2 separate regions of the Capra hircus genome follow, and region 2 is linked to region 1. The links are chromatin contacts, called in public Hi-C maps. All regions are on one chromosome and are shown on one strand. Each heading gives the region's core, a stretch centred on a gene start, on an enhancer-like site or on the middle of the called end of the contact. The rest is flanking DNA. Distances are from core to core; before and after follow the strand shown.

The links. A called contact is a pair of places that touch in the nucleus more often than the background predicts.
Region 2: a Hi-C map of blood shows a contact between it and region 1, with 2.5 times the contacts expected there. The contact joins two enhancer-like sites. A contact is called at or near these places in 3 of 5 Hi-C or Micro-C datasets (blood and liver).

Annotation. Positions count from the first base shown.
Region 1 is chr3:118,969,250-118,972,740 of ARS1.2, reverse strand. No RefSeq gene overlaps it. Among named protein-coding and RNA genes, the nearest start is that of CREG1, 32 kb to the right of the region's middle. Within about 2 kb of position 1,895, at least 2 of the 5 cell types and tissues checked have an H3K27ac peak or open chromatin away from gene starts, as enhancers often do.
Region 2 is chr3:119,049,537-119,053,027 of ARS1.2, reverse strand. The region is part of intron 1 of RCSD1 (capZ-interacting protein); the gene reads right to left. Among named protein-coding and RNA genes, the nearest start is that of TRNAP-CGG, 30 kb to the left of the region's middle. Within about 2 kb of position 1,512, at least 3 of the 5 cell types and tissues checked have an H3K27ac peak or open chromatin away from gene starts, as enhancers often do.

The DNA.
Region 1 (3,491 bases), core at 646-3,145:
CAAATTCCAGGAGACAATGAAGAACAGGGGAGCCAGTCCGTGGGGTCACAAGGTCACAAAGTGTCGGATACGGCTTAACAACTGAACAACAATTTCCTTATGCTCCTTAAGGAAGGAAAGAAGGAAGGAAATCTTCAACGTCTATTATGTTCCAGGTACCTAGACAACTTGCCAGCATTTATTTCCCACTCAACCGCACTGCCCGCAGATATTATGACTTCCTTACTGACAGATGAGGAGTTGGAGGTTGAAAATCTGCCTTGCCTAGTAATAACACAGCTATCAAGTGGAAGAGGCAAAGTTTGAAGACCCAAGACCTCTGATGCCAAGTCTGGCTCTCATTTTACCACACTGTGATTATTTTTATAATAGTTGAATGTGGAAGGGTAGAAGCCACTCCAGCAGTCATTGGGTCCTCCCCAGAGGATAAGCATGGCTTTGAAACCATTTCACTCAGATTGGGACTTGAGCCCATGTCCTGGGACTCAAACCCAGCCAAAACTCACGGTCTTCCAACTGAGATCACAGGTTTCAGGACCTAATGAAGCCCAGGTTCCTGATATCTCATTGCAGAAAGAATTCAGTGAAAGAGTGATAGGTAAGAAGTGGATTTATTCAGTGAAAAACACTCCACAGACAGAAGGTGGGCTGCCACAGAGGGCGAGTGCAGCCCCCAAATGTGGTGTCATTAGCTTTTATGGACTGGGAAATTTCATAGGCTAACGAGTGGCGGAACTATTCCAACTATTGTGGGGGAAAGGTTGGGATTTCCAGGTGTTTGGCCACTGTCCAGTTTTCTCTGATGGAACTGCCGTGGCAGCTCTAACCCTGTCATTTAGCTTGCCGACATGTTACAATGAGTTTATGCCGAGTGTCAAGGTTTAGTCAAGTTGCCTTGTCTGTCATCTTGGACCCATTTGGTTCTGTTCAGTTTATGCTGTGCCCTTGGGCTATGTCGTTCTTTCAAAGGTTTTGTCCTGTCCCTTTTCCTCCTATTTCAATTTCATGGCCATAGTAGAGAACCAACCAGTTGGAATGAATGGCATTTTCACCACTTTATCTTCAGCACTACACAACCTAGTACCTGACATGTATTGCATATTCTTAAGTCATTGGATTGAATTTTTGAAAAATTTTAATAGTTTTACTGAGATATAGTTCACATACATTTTACCCATTTAAAATGTATAGTTCAATGGCTTTTAATATGTTCAGAGTGCAAGCACCACCACAATCTAATTTTAGAACATTTTCATTACCCCAGAAAGAAACTAGTGCCCGTTAGTAATTACTCCCCATTCCCTCCTCCCCTCCTTGGATTGATATGTTTAAAAGAATCATAACTGAGTTGAAGGTGAAAAACATCTTGCAAAGCCCCCATGGGAATAGGATCTTTACACAGATAAAACAAGCAAGCGAAGTCCAGGAAAGAGGTTTCCTGCACACAGCCGTTCAGCCCTGGTTTCCTAGTAGAATCTGAGCCGGAGTTAACCAAAGTCCTACTACGGCCAGTATGTGAGTTACAGTCACAGCCTTGAATCTGTGGCAAAAGCAGATGGCACTTCCAGCAGGCATTCCCCAGAGGAGCAATTTTCCACGAGGACTGTGCATGGCAACTAGCCATCCTGGGATTTCTGGCACGGTTCAGTTTCACGTCTTTTGTTCCAAAGTCCTTAGAATGGCACTTGTCCTGGTTGGGTAATGAACCTTGTTTTTGTATATGGAAAATGCAGTTACTACAGGCACGTGGAAAGTGCCTTTTATTGCTTCCTGCTGGCAGATCAAAAGCAGAGGGGTTGGACCACCCCAGGGAAGCCTGTTTTATTCAGGGAAAGGGAGGGGCCTCGGGGCTCAGCAGTCTTCTGCTGTTCTGTGCAGGTCAGGAAACCCAGGGAGGCTGCTGACAGACCCAGCCGAGGCTGCAGCAGGGCTGTGTCCTGAGGATCGGGCCCCGGAAAAGGCAAAGCAAATTGTAACAGGAAAGAAAAAGAGCAGAGACAGAATCGCTGTTTTGTTGCACAAAGGAAGGAGGTGACCCAAGGCTTCTTGTGACACAGGAAGAAGCATATTTGGAGAAGTGAGAGCCGCTTCCTACAGATCCCTTCAGATTAGAAGCCAATTATGGATTGCCCCGAGGAGGGCACGGCAATCCACTCCAGTATTCTTGCCTGGAGAATCGCAAGCACAGAGGAGCCTGGTGGGCTACAGTCCATAGGGTCGCAAAGACTCAGACGGGACTGAGCCTCTAAGCGCAGCCTCAGTTTGCCCCGGGACAAACAAGAAGCTCTTTTGTGGTTCTGGTTCTTTCCACACCTGGGTGAGGTCACTTGTGTAAAGGTGGCCTTCGTAAGCATGTTGAAACCAAGCCCAAAGCCTATTTGTTTTCTAGGATCAGCCTATTAAGACCTGCCTTCCCATCCTCCGGTCCTCCCACCCTCCCAGCTGGTCCGACAGGTCCCTAATGGTTAATTAAATCTTGAGCTAGGACTCAAGAGTCAGTCTCATCCTGCTTCCCTCATCAGCTCTGAAGCCAAGGGCACATCACTTACCCCCTCCGATCTCTGCTTTCTCAAAAGAGTAGAGAAGATTGACAGAATTATCTTATCCAGACAGACTGATTGCTTTGCCCTGAGGTGATTCAACTATCGGATTCCACATTTAAAAACCTTGAAAATATTTGGATTCCTCAGTGCAGGAAAATCTTCATGATTCTACACATTTCATTCGTTAATTCACTGAAACACGTATTAAGCACCACTATATGTCAGCCGTGCTAAGCAACAAAGTGATAACTTCTGCTCATTGAATCCCTACTATGTGTCGCAAGTTGTCAGATACTTTAGATTGATCGTCCCGTTTAATCTTCCCCACAACTCTATGAGTTAATACTTTCATCATTAGGCTAAAAGGAGCCCGTAGTAGTTCAGATGGTAAAGAATCTGCCTGCAATGCAGAAGACATGGGTTTGATCCCTGGGTCAGGAAGATCCCCTGGAGAAGGGAATGGCAACCCACCTCAGTATTTTTACCTGGAAAATTCCATGGACAGGGGAGCCTGCTGGGCTATGATCCATGGGGTGGCAAAGAGTTGGACACGACTGAGCGACTAACACACTTATTAGGCTAAGAAGAGTTTAGGTAACTTTTTCCGGTTCACAGGTCCTTGATTCTAGATACTAATCCTGCCATTGCATAGATAAATGAGATGTAGTGGGTTCTGATTTCAAGGATGTTCCAACCAGCAGCCCTGTGGCCAGCTAGCAGGCTCTGAAACCCTTGACATTGTTCACTTGGTACTTGGGATTCTCTAAGCAAGAATACTGGAGTGGGTTGCCATGCCCTTCTCGGGGGACTTCCCGACCCAGGGATCCGACGAGCCTCTTAACCTCTCCTGCATTGGCAGGCGAGTTCTTTACCACCAGCGCCACCTGGGAAGCCCTATGAGTTCCGCAGACCAAGTTTTCTTCCATAGGAATGGCCATACCATAAATA
Region 2 (3,491 bases), core at 263-2,762, 81 kb before region 1:
AGAACCAAACCCATGTCCCCTGCATTGGCAGGCAGATTCTTAACCAGTTGGCCACCAGGGAAGTCCTGGATTGAACTTTTGACAAGTATTTTTGCATCTTATTTCTCTTACTTGGTTTGAGTGCTTTGGTCATAGAAACGCTCAGAAAATATTTGTTGAGCTAATAAACAACACGAGAGTCAAATAGCATGGCAGATGAGAACCAGACTATCTGGATTTGACCACTGAGTTGCTCCATCTCCTTAGCTCAGTGACCTTGGGCAAATGACTTTCTCCATTTGTACCTCGGTAGGGATAACAGTAGCACGTTGTTCACATGGTGGTTCTGCAGGTCAAGTGACTTACTATGTATCTGAAGTGTGGGGACAAGGCCTAGGACATAAGAGCTTCAGAAGCGCTGTTACTGCTATTTCTAAGAACCCTTGGCAATGACCTCAGTGAACCACAGTCACTGCTCACTCTCGCATGCCATTTGCCACCAAGACTCATTCGAGGAGTCAGCAAGCCCTGGAAACAGACACTTCACTTCTGCCTTATTACATGTGGCCTACAAAAGCCCCTGACTTTCATAATTTTTTAAAAATGTCCAGTCTTAGTGACATTCAGCTTTTATTTTTGGTGACCATGATGATAGCATTTTGCACACAGGCTGCAAACCTCTCCACTCCACCTGCTCATGTCTAGCTTGAAACTGAGAGAATCTGGGTAGCAGTTGCCCAACAAAGACATCTTGGTCTTTCCATGGAGCTCATGGCCTACAAGCACGCTCCAGCTGCAAACTTGCATCCCTCCACACACACATCCATGCGCATACGCACACACACATACTCTCACATACATGTCCTACACCCTCCTTTTTGTGCTGAAAGTGTCTCTGAGCTTTCATATTTGAGTGCTACCTCTGAAGGAAATATCACTGGTAATACCATGACATTGTCCCATTGGAGCAGGAGGGGCAACCACCTGCCCCACAATGACCTCAGGTGAAGTTGAGTAAGTGTGGGCAAAACTTTGAGAAGAGGGCTTTGCTTCGAGATAGGAAAGAACTGCTGGGACACAGAGCTTCTGATCTGTGAACAGGCTGTTCTAGAGGAAAAGGCAGGTCCCTGCTATAAGTCAAGTTTATCCCCATTTCAGCCTAAATATCAAATACTGATTTCAAAAAAAGATGTTTAAGGATTCGCCTCTCTTCAAGATGCCAGAATTCCCCACAGCGCTGGAGAAGGGGGTGGGGAGCCTCAGTGCCCGCCCTGACATGTGCCCCACACTGGCCATGCAAGGCCTGGTCAGAGGTGAACATCATGTCCTCCTGGAACAATGGAGAGGTTCCAGGGACAGAGCAATTTATTAATTGAGCTGCTCCTGGCAAACATGCTGGGCCGGTCCGTCGGTCTCAGTCTCTCTGTCCGCTGCTATTTATTGCTCGCGACCTGCTGACAGCGCACTTTACCTCAGCCCCGAAGGCGCCAATCACCGGTGGTGCAGGAAGAAACGTTCCAGATAAAAATAGAGCTGAAGGGGAATCAGAAACTCCGCCCTAACTTCCCTTCTTGAAACCAGGCTTGGCAAGGGGTGAGAGAACTACAAGCCTTCTGGAAGGACTTAGGACTTAAAAGCTAGGTTGAAGGAAAGATTGTGATGCGTCTGAATTTGCTTTCCTGGAGCCCAGTGAATGGGTTTTCTTTAGAATGTCTGTGGACTCCAGAGCTTGTTGAAGCCCGGCAAATCCATTCCCTACCAGCACCTCTCATTCTGTGTTGTGGAAGAGTGATTGATTGTTGCCTTCTCTCAGTTGGGCAGAAGTTAAGAGAGGGCAAGTAACTTAGCCAGAGTCACACCGGAGAGGCCAGACAAAATAATCTGAGAAACACTTGATCCAATACCTAATAATCCAACAATGAACATCAGTTAAATAGCCTAATTTGTGAAGGTGCTTTGAAAACTGTAAAGTGATATATAAATAGTAAATCTATTATAAGCCACTGGGTTACACGGGTACAAAGGAGCCAGTGTGTCTTTGGGGATGGTCAGGCACTGTGGTTTAGCCTGTTTGAGGCTTTGCCTGGATTTCTGCCTTGCACTTGTGGCAGGTACCACTACTGACCTGTTCCAGCGGGTCAACATCACATCACCTTGGCCCCAGGCAGGTGAGCAACATTTTTTCCCTCTCTCTCTCTCTCTTATCTCACTCAGCCCTGAGACTGATTTGGGAAGGTCATGCTCCTACCTTGATTGTTCTTAGATCTGAGCATGACTTTCGCATCTCTGCCTTGTCCCAAACTTTCCTGGGACCCCCCCACCCCTACCCCCTAAGCAGCATTCTTTCTCTGTTCCAAAGTTATCCATTAAGTATTGAACACAGAGTCAGGAACACAGAAAGTCGTCCTCAAAGGGGGCCTTCTTCCCCACCTCCCATCCAACCCAGCTTGTGGTGTCAGGGTCTGGGCCCTGCTCCCAGAGTCACTGCCACCATCAACTCCACCTGCACCCACCTCCAGGTCTTGGTCACGTTTTGATCTCTGTGGATCCTTTCTTCTTGGGACAAATCTCCATGTCTTAAATCTATTTTCTCAACCCATTCCCACATGCGACCTGCTTTAGTTGACACTCATGCTTACAGACTGCAGCCCCCAACCCACCTTGCTGGGCCCAGAGCCTGCTGACCAAGCCCTTGCTGCCACTGTTCCAGCCCAGCTCTGCCAGCAAGCTTGGAAACCAGTCCTATGGTTCCCTCAACTTTGCCAAGGCCAGAAGAAAATCACCTCTGGGGTTTACTTTCTGTTTCTATGGGACTTTCTTCAGAGAACTGAGGAGCCCGTGTGTCTGGACAGCATGGAACTTCCCCCTCACTGTTGCCGCGATGAATAAATACAACCTGGATGCTGCCAACCATTTGCATAGTGGAAGCTTTGTGTACAGGCCCAAGTCAGACTCTGCCCTGGCTGTGCCCATTTCCCCACCCTCCTCCTCGGCCCAGGTCTAAGTTTCTACCAGTCTATGGTCCACGGTTCAGGGTCACAAGGCACCAGGGGAGGCCTCATCTACAGCTTGGGGGAGAATCAGTGAGGGGGGTCTGCCTGGGGCCTGAGGAACCCCTGCTCTTAGCTAACAGGAAGGTTGTCTTGCTCACCAGAAACAGGACAGGCAACCCAGAGCCTCAAAACATAGGTATGCTCGCTTCTTTGCTCTTTTAGAACTGCAGTGGATCACTCACCCGCTTCCAACTTAGATCTTCATTTCATTTATTTATTTATTTTTTAATTTTTTAGATCTTCATTGTAAAAGGATCAACAGACAGTCTCTTGGGGGAATGCCGCAGTGATTCCTTCGTCTTTTTGTGTGCTTACCTTACCTGAACTCTTCAATTCACCACTGAGCTTAACCGTTACCACTCGGGAATGATGGAAAGGACGATGGACTAGGAACCAGGCCGGCCAGTTTGACGCACCCACCTTACTTAGAGCAGCGGCTACGTGGGAGGCACTGTTCTT